2 separate regions of the Gasterosteus aculeatus genome follow, and region 1 is linked to region 2. Evidence: chromatin contacts called from public Hi-C data. All regions are on one chromosome and are shown on one strand. The core of a region is the stretch at or near the end of the contact, and the rest is flanking DNA. Distances in the headings are between cores, read along the strand shown.

The links. A called contact is a pair of places that touch in the nucleus more often than the background predicts.
Region 1: a Hi-C map of skeletal muscle shows a contact between it and region 2, with 4 times the contacts expected there. The contact joins the promoter of usp54a here to the promoter of hhat in region 2. A contact is called at or near these places in 2 of 6 Hi-C or Micro-C datasets (both in skeletal muscle).

Annotation. Positions count from the first base shown.
Region 1 is chr6:16,829,535-16,834,197 of fGasAcu3.hap1.1, reverse strand. It overlaps usp54a (ubiquitin specific peptidase 54a), which reads left to right and starts at 2,229. Exons shown (of 23, transcript XM_040177948.2): 1 at 2,229-2,339. It overlaps prorsd1 (prolyl-tRNA synthetase domain containing 1), which reads left to right. Exons shown (of 4, transcript XM_040177958.2): 2 at 326-451; 3 at 607-696; 4 at 823-1,604. The coding sequence ends at 1,035.
Region 2 is chr6:16,693,369-16,698,160 of fGasAcu3.hap1.1, reverse strand. hhat (hedgehog acyltransferase) reads right to left here and starts at 2,289. Exons shown (of 12, transcript XM_040177922.2): 1 at 1,855-2,289; 2 at 1,043-1,194; 3 at 887-951; 4 at 564-677; 5 at 276-470. The coding sequence starts at 1,166. It overlaps myoz1a (myozenin 1a), which reads right to left. Exons shown (of 7, transcript XM_078104771.1): 3 at 4,737-4,792; 4 at 4,224-4,411; 5 at 3,575-3,848; 6 at 3,304-3,466; 7 at 2,442-3,218. The coding sequence ends at 2,987.

The DNA of each region.
Region 1 (4,663 bases), core at 980-3,479, 140 kb before region 2:
TCTTGTTAGAAATAATTAAGGTAACCTAGAAAGCAATAGTTTTTGGAAGGAGTCTGGGACGACATTCTCTCCAAATGGAAAACGTCACAAGTCAGATTTTATTCTGAAATACAAAGATTATACATTCACAAACTACCACACATTTTTAGTGTATTCATACGCCTTATGCGAAATATACATTTTAACGTTTTGAGAAACAGGAAATCATTTTCAGATCCATGTTTAGGGATTTTGTAACACGTTTCGGCTGCAATAACTCAAAGTGACCTGCAGGGGGCGCGATATGATCACTTATTATATAGATATTAAACCTTTTGATCTGCAGGTGTTCACCGTCGAGGAGATGATGCCTCACCTGCAGGACGTGAGCGGAGCCGTAACCAAGAACCTCTTCCTGAAGGACAAGAAGAAGAAGGGCCTGTGGCTGGTGTCGGCTCGGCACGACCGCCAGGTCAGCTCACGCCTCTACGTTCCCCCTCTCACACACACACACACACACACACACACACACACACCTGACCTGACCTGACCTGACCTGCGAGCGTGCGTGCGTGCGTGTGTTTCTCTGCTTTGTCCTGAGTGCATCCTCCCATAATCCCCTTGCAGGTGAACCTCAACAACCTCGCCAAGAAGCTGGGTGTCGGCAGCGGCAACCTGCGCTTCGCAGAGGAGGCGGCCATGTTGGAGAAACTCAAGGTGAGAGGCGGGTTTAAAAAACGCTCACTTCACGGAAACGTCAACAGCGAATCTGGTGGCTCTGGAGTCAAACCAGACGGAAGCGGTACGGTCTGAGTTCTACTTTCTCTGTCGGTCTCCCCCCAGGTGGGTCAGGGCTGTGCGACCGCTCTCGCTCTGCTCTTCGACAAGGACCACAGTGTGAGGTGCGTCCTGGACCGGGACCTGGTGGAGGGAGGCCACGAGCGGGTCTACTTCCACCCCATGACCAACGCCGCCACCATGGGGCTGCGCCCGGACGACCTGCTGCGCTTCCTCAAGGAGACGGGCCACGAACCCGTCCTGGAGAGCTTCGAGTAGGACTAAAGCCCGAGCAGCCTGCAGCGGTTAAACTGGGACCTGGAAATAAGCCAGATATGAGTTCTGCTTCAAAGATTCTTTTAGAAGGATTGCAAATGATGGAACCGGGGCCGTCTGCGGATTTGTTCTACACATTACACGCTGTTGTGGCCAAAATAATTAATTCAGATTCATCACAAATATGTCTCTTTATTGGCAAGTTATCATTACTATATATGGAATTATTTAAAAGGCGTTGGAACATTTTAAATTGTCAATTTTTTTTAATATATCACAGTTATCGGGAAAGCTGCTACGCGAGTAGATCAAGTGAAACGTAAAAAGTCTTCAGAGGGAACAAGTAGGAAGCTTGTGATGTTCATTTAGTTTCTAATGAATTGAAATACTGAAGCTCGTGAACCCAACGGGGACATTTTGGACGTCTCTGATCCATTTAGAGACCACCGGTTGAAGACAAAGACGTTGACTGTTGGTTTGTTGACAGACGTCTGTGACTTTGTGAAGCTGTTTGTTGGAGGATCAGACTTTGTGGTTTTCCATGTTTAAGCTCAGTAAAGAAATATGCTGTTGATTGTTTCAACCTCACTTTTTCCTCAATTCTAATTCCTTTTAAGAAATTTAACTTAAATTATTTAATTTTGACAAAATAGACGTTTGATCAAGTTGATTGCCGTTGTAGTTAAGAGCAGGCACTTTTATTAATAATGTGTGTTACTCCAGTTGATGTCCCACATTGAGGCTGTGAGGGACACTTTAGCACCATGTATAAGTCACTACCTTTATGAGCTGTGACTAATGGCTCTACTAATTGTTAAAAAATCATTGAACCATTTATAAATCATGAGCCACTGTGTTAACAGTAAGCCAAAGTCCACAGCTTGTACTCTTTATTCATAACCAAATACAATTAATGTCTAATTGTCCAATATCTGATTTTTCCTTTTTATATTACTTAGTTAAACAGTAGCAGTGCTCAAAAGTTAGGGATTGATGTGACTAGAAAGCTCAATAACCTACTTTTTATTGAACTTTTTGAAATGTATTTTTATTTAGCATTTAACTAATTTTAAATATGTATTATAATATATATATATATATATATATTTAACATAATTGTGTTCTTTATCAATTACTTAAGTCTCTCTATCTATCTATATATAGAGACACTGCACCCCTTTGGACTGCAGGAATGTCGTCATTCTAGTGCTTTCATTTTGAAAGGACGACCGGACGTGGTCGGTGTTTGCTGACGTCACCTTGGTGGCTCCTCCAGGCTTCACTCATCCGTCCCTCAGAGTCTGAAGGTAAGCAGCTGGCTACTGGGGGGGCAGTGACGCAGGTTTAATGTTCATCGGACTGTTCGCTCTTTAACCGGCACCTGCTGCGCAGTGTCTTTATACGCGCGTGTGCGCGCGTTACTATCCGCGTGCACATTGACGCTACGCGTGCACAGCACATGCATCGGTCTTTCTGCTGCTGTGAAACAGATGCTACTCGTGTTTAAAGCTGCAGGAGGAGAAGCTTCTATGTACGCGTGCGTGCGTGTGTGAGTGTTGCGCGTGTTCGTACGTGTGCGTGGGCCTCGTGTTTCTGCAGGATTCTTCTGTTTTCTGTTGTTTCTCTTCACTGATTCTCTGCACGAAAAATATTTATATTGTAAAAGTTTCTGAATTATTATATATTTTATATATTTATACATTTAGAAAGGTGACCAGGAATTAAAATCAAGGGTTAAACTAAAGTTAAGTAACTAAAACAAGCCACATTTTATAATAGTTAATAATACAACTATTATTGTGTGGGCATGCATGTTTGGATTTATTTGACATCACCACACTCTCTAACTACTCAGATGATGTCATCGTTATGTCACAGCTCTATCATAAAAACATTAAACCTGCTCACAGACTGAAGGTGGGGGGGGGGTCCAGCCAAGCTTTAATGAAACAGACAATTCAGTTGCAAAATGGGAATTTTGCACAAATTTAGAGCATTCTTCTTTTCAATAATGACATCCTGGAGGACAGTTAAGAGGAGACAAATTGATGTAAAGTTGTGAATTTCAGCGGTTTATAGAATAAAAGTAAGTCATACAACTCAAAGTCTTTCTCTCTCTCTCAGTCTGCATTCCTAATGAGAGCGGCTATTGTTGCATTGTTGTGTAAAATTAGCAAATGAATAAAACCTTACATGCTGACACTCAGTTCCCACGCCGAGTGTTTGTGTGTGTGTGTGTGTGCGGCTGCCCCCCCACCCCCCCTATCTCTTTAAAAAGAGATTAGTTGTGAAAAGTCTTATTATATTTTATACTTATTCTTAGAATGAGTTGGTAAATCAAGAAATGATTAGGCCCATAAGCAGTAGTTCCTTTTTAATCTAAGGGGGTGTAACGTTATCAAGATAATTAACTTAAAGTAAACAAAAAAAGATGCAACCAAAACGGGTGCTTTCCCCGTTACATTACATCATGAATTTAGATTTAGATTATTTTTGTCATTGCAGTAACATATGATCTGCATTTTGATGTTGCAGGTGACTGCACAGGAGCTTTTTATAAAGAAACAATGGATTTGTTGGTTAACTTTTTACACAGTTGTATGTACAGGTGCCTGATAGAAGTAGAAGTACAGAGTTCTGTAACACTCAAGTAAAGTACGGGTACATCAACGTTGTATTACGTACTCTCTCATCTCAATGGCCTCTCGCCTATTGCAGTCTGTCGGCCGTGGGCCTAAGCTGGAGATCTATCGCCGTGGCGACAGAGAGCAGGCTGGTCGCCATGGGAGACGAGACGGAAATAAGTGTGTGTCATTATTTGTGTTAGTGTGTGTGTGTGTGTGTGTGTGTGTGTGTGTGTGTATTTTCTTCTCCCACATATGATTACAGTGATACAGAACCCGACGGGCTGCTTCCACACCCGTGTAACTGAGACTTTGAGTGTGTATCTTTTTTTAGGGACACGATGTGGTGCACACACCGATAAGAAAAGCAGCCGACTTCAATTTACATGAGGCTGATAATACTTCTGTGTTTCAAGTAAGAAGGAGTTAGTCATTTTTGAACTGAGGTCTGAGTGCATTCTCAACATTTACAAAGAAGACGCTATAGCAGCTGGATATGTATAACATGTGAGGAGCTGGTATTTGGATCGTTTCATAACTTTTGTACATTTTCCATCCTTTTAAATGACCCCATGACCTTGCCTCTATTGCCACCCTCAGGACAAACATTGCATAATAGCTGCACTATCAAAGTTGTTTAGACGTTGACTGCAGCAGACTGCTGCATTGTTTTTATTCTTCTCCCTCCTGGCGTTTCATCTCCAATATGAAATTACTCAGAATATAATTCTTCTTTGTTTTCGGCGTTTGCATCTTTCATTAATTGGTTGTTTCATCCTGCGTGTGTTTACAGCCCCAGCAGGGTTTCTCGAAGTAATAACGTGAATCACATTTAGCTCCCGGCAACACGCTCCCCTCATTAGATACAGGAAAAGTGTTGTCTCGGTGTGACGCCCTGCAACCCTGAGGTGGGGGGGGGAAATTAAATGTTGCGGCTTAATGTGTTTTAAAATTCATTAGTCGTAAATATTGCAGGTGCCTACTTTCATGTGTCACGCTTTGATTGG
Region 2 (4,792 bases), core at 1,040-3,539:
TGTTCTTTACAAATATAGCTTTAAGTGATAATCAAATAGTAAGTGAAAAAATAACGCAATATGGTCAAAAAATGTTAAATTCATACATAGATATTTTATGCAAATAGATATATAGTGGCGATGCAGTCACTTTTCCCCCCTGAATCTATAACATTTTGCCTGCTGATAATGTATTTTACTTCCTATAAAACATATTTTAGTTCTGTGCTTTTAATGCAAGGTAAAAGCCCCCAAACTAAAACAGGAACCAGTATAACGCGGGTGATCTGACCCACCTGGATCTCTTGAAGCGGCCGGATGTGAAGTGTGGAGAGCAGCAGCAGGTTGGTGGCCCATGACAGCGCTGACTTTTGCAGTAGGGCCACTGAGAAGGACAAGCCCAGATGTACCAGCAGCACGCTCACACCTCTGATCCCCAGCACACTGCTGGCAGCCAAGAAGCCATAAATCGTGAGTGCTGGCACCCTCAACTGTGACAGGTACCAAAAACACAACTTGGATCAAAACTCCTCCCACCTGGTAGCAATGTTTCACTCAACCGTACTGTAGCAGCGGCTTCCTACCTTTGGGTAAAAGATGCTGGTCAATCTAGAAATCACGCCATGACCAGCAAGGGTCCACAGCAAAGACTTCTTAGCCCATTCTGTCCAGAAAGTCCACTCAAAGTCTGATGGATCCTGAAAAAAGACAACTAACTTCAACCATGGGGCCTTAAAAATCGCACCTGAAGCCTGTTGAAAGGGCTCTTTGAATGGTCAAAATGGGATGAAGAGCCTCATTTTTATTTTTCAAAACATTTGAAAACTGTAAAGCTTGTTCAAGTCTCTAATAAAGCTTCAATTTGGACCAGATTGGTTTTAATCAGTAGTATCAACATTGAACTTACCCTTTTAAAACCCTTTACAAGGCCTTTTTCCAACTGGAATTCTCTCTCTAAGCCTGCTTCATGCCCTGAGGTAAGAAACGGGAAACAACAGCTTCATTTTTTCTTGACCCTTTCTTCTCGATACACTTAACGACGGAACTAGATATCAATCTTTACCTTTGGAGAATATGTGTAGTTGGTAGAAAGAGTACAGGTGCGCGCCAAAGGACAGCACCCAATATGCGAGCATCTCTGCCCATGGCAGGGGGGCCAACTGGCCCTTTGATTTGGTGGATGCCATCTGGCAAAGTCCCTGTGCTATAGGACACCTGAAAAGAAGCAAAAAACAAAAGCAGCCCTGTGAGTGGCAATTTGTTACAGAACTGATCTTCAGATTAAATCAGATTTAATCCAAATATAACCGATGGAGTGACACAGAAAATACTTTTGTCTGCTTTCCTAAAATGTAATTATAGGAAAATAACCACAAGAACTCGTTTAATAAATTAAACTAAATATGAATGTATCGTATATTGCAGTTGTTGCTGTTAGCACCATTTGCTGTTGACGTAAGGTAACGTCAGCTAATGTCTGCCTGCGTTTACCGTACGACTGGAACGACGTCACAGTGAGGTTGGCGAGGAGCCTTCACTGCTGTTGCTAGGCAACACTGAGCCCGGAGTTCCGGAAGTTCCGACGGGCGCTGCAAAAGTAACGTTAAGCGTCGATCGATGGCTACCGTACGCGGTGACCAAACTAGCTACGTCAGCTATTATCGTTAAGCTTCTTACAATTTGTTTCATCATTTGATATTAAGACAAAAACACTAGCGCCAAAACGGTGTGTTCGAGTTGATTTTATTATTTGTTTATTAATTCACACGTTGTTGGTTCATCTGAAAACTTTCGCAGCCATCCTGATCAAATGGCAGTTAGCTAACGTTTGCTAAGCTAACGTTAGTTAATCGTTCGAAAGAGTCGCAGTTTTACCGAATAACGCAGTGTGGGTGTCCTCGGCGATGCGGTAACTTGTAGACTGCACTGAACGACAGCGCTTGGGACGCTTACTAACGTTCATGTCGTTAGTAAAGCGTCCAACATTAAAAGGTATTGAATTCTTCTTCTTCTTTCTTATTTCTTTGGTGAGAACTGGCCGACAACTTTCTGGAGCGTCACTGCCCCCAGCGGCGCGGGAGCGTCTCTTCATGTCAGGCAGGGAATACCATATATATATATATATATATATATATATATATATATATATATATATATATATATACATACACACACACACACAACATTCTACTAGGAAATTTGCTGAAAAATATGAATGTATGGCTGCTACTTGTAATGGAGTATTTCCATATGGTTGATATGACAAATCATAATAGTTTAGTAGATTAAAAAATGTATGCATAATTTCTTTAAAGGAAAATATATGTAATATAACTTCATACCCCGATATAATAAAAGAGCTGGCTAATAGCTCGACACTTCCGACATGTTCAAACCTCATAAAACATTCATTAATTTGAACAACGGGAATGAAAATGGTAAGGATATTCACACACCCAAAGTGATTTCCCTTGACAGTTTAATCACTTAACAAGATGACTGTTACAGTTTGAAACGGCCTATAGTTTAGAAACTGTGTTTTCACAGTAAGTTAATGGATTAGTAGCTGATGCTTTGCATGCATAATGAATCAGACAGGTTTGTGTTGTAAAAACAGAATATTAACAGCAAAAATGCACTAGGAAACGGTTTGACATCAAGACATTGTCAAAGCTATAACATTGCATAAATCTATCCATCATACTTGATTCATTCTTTCCTCATTGACCAAATCTGTGACTTCCGTGTTTGGACTTAACTCTTGAACCAAACGTTTGAAGTTTTCATCCCATCATCGGCATCTACTGCTTGTTTCCCAGCACAACAACCGCAAACAGAGCAACACAAGAACATGTCCACCTCTCCTCCACGCTTTCAGTTATCCAGAAATTCAAATTCACCAGCCCAACAGTTAACTCTAAGCTCATCTACCGCATCTGTGTGTATGCACACGTTAATGTATGCATGCGTGTGCACAGTGTGTGTGATGAAATTCTGGCTATTTTCTTCACAGCTCGTCAGTCTCTCCATCATAAGCCACAGCTTCTGTTTCCATGTTGATGGTGCCGGGCTCGCCGCTGCACACCCAGCCGATGGGAGTGCGGTTAAAGGAAGGCCGGCAGCCGATGTCCGGTTGGTACACCACCGCTGGTTCAGGCTCCTCTTTGGCCTCACTCTTTGGCACCTGGAATTTCATGAACTGGTTGGCCTTGTCGAAGCCACCATAGGGCATGGCAGACCTAGCAAGACAGGGGGAGAGGATTACTGAAGCCAGCGTGTGTTACGAAGCACCTCTGGTGTGACGCCGGGCCTCGAGGGAAGTACCTGTTGAAACATTTGTACTTTAGCGCATCGTTTTTGTTGAAATCTGGCATTCCTCCTTTCATGGTGGCGATGAGGGTTTCATCGCCCTTCATGGCCTTCTCCCAGGGCGACTTGTATGTCTTCATAAGAAGCAGCTTCCCAGAGGCATCGTCACTTCCACCTCCTATGCAGAGAGCATTCACGGCTGGAGAATTAAACCTCAGCAGTGCTTTAAAATGAATGGAAAGGAAAATAGGATCTTCTGACAACAGGAGAAAGAGACGCTACCAACCTTTCAGTGGGGTCCACTCACTAGCTCCTTCTCCCTGTTCGCCTTTCCCAAGGTCGCCCCCACCCAGTCCCCCTGCACCTCCTGCATCCCCTGCACCTCCTGCTCCTGCACCTTTGCTTCCAGGCTTCGGAGGAGGCACGGGGGGCCCTCTTCCGGCCCCCGGCCCTCCGAAATGCTGCAGTCCAACCTGTTTGCTAATGAAATGGCCACCAACATTTATCATGTCACCCCCCATCTGAGCTCCCAGAGAGGGGACAAACTTCTGGAGGTTGTCCTGAAAGAAACATCATCAATATAATCAAATTAGAATTTAAAATGAGTTTACTTAAAAAAAATCTCCAAATTACATGTGCTTGTCCATCTTGACACATTTCCCAAGTGTCACCCAAGCATTTTGTTTCACGTTTGCATATTTTGACTGGTTCTGTATATTTGGGATTATTTTGGCATACAGTTGCATGAAAGATATGACAGATGTTGACAGTTTATTTCTACTCATGTTTCACACTTCAAAGTAAATGTACAGCTGCTTTAGGACGTTATAATGTGAATAAAAAAAAAATATATATATATATATATATTAAAACAGATTAAGGACTGTGATAGGATGGAGTTCCTTTGGGAATATCTGAATGAACTGCGCTCTCACCATAGTCTCACTGCTGAAGATGTCGGGGTTGTTCTCGTAGATGAACCTCTCCACTCTCTTCTGCCTCATCCTGAACATCTTGGAGCCTTTGTTCTTCATCAGGGAAAGCTCCTCCAGCATGATGTCTTTGGGAGTCCTGATCTTTGTTCCCAGGTCAAACTCCGAAGCCTCTGGCTCCGACTCATACTCTAGTTAAGGAACGCACCAACAAATGTCTTCATGTGGAAACTAAATGTTACTTATTAGTCCAGCGGTCTGTGGTGAGATAACAGATGTTTATGTGCTTCATTACTTTGTTTTCACACCTTACATTTAGTGGTAAATGTGCACCCTGCAAAATACATCAATTATTTCAACTAAAGTCGACACATGTACATTTTGTACTGAAGGCATAACTCCATATTTCCTGTACGATTAGTTTCCATCTCCCTTATCTATCCCCAATCATACATCTATTGATATGTTTGGTGTGTATGTGAATTTAGTTTCACACTGGTGGACCTTCAGCCTCACCATCCTGAGCGATATGTGATAGATCGGTTACGATCTTGGAGAGCTTTGTCCGCTTG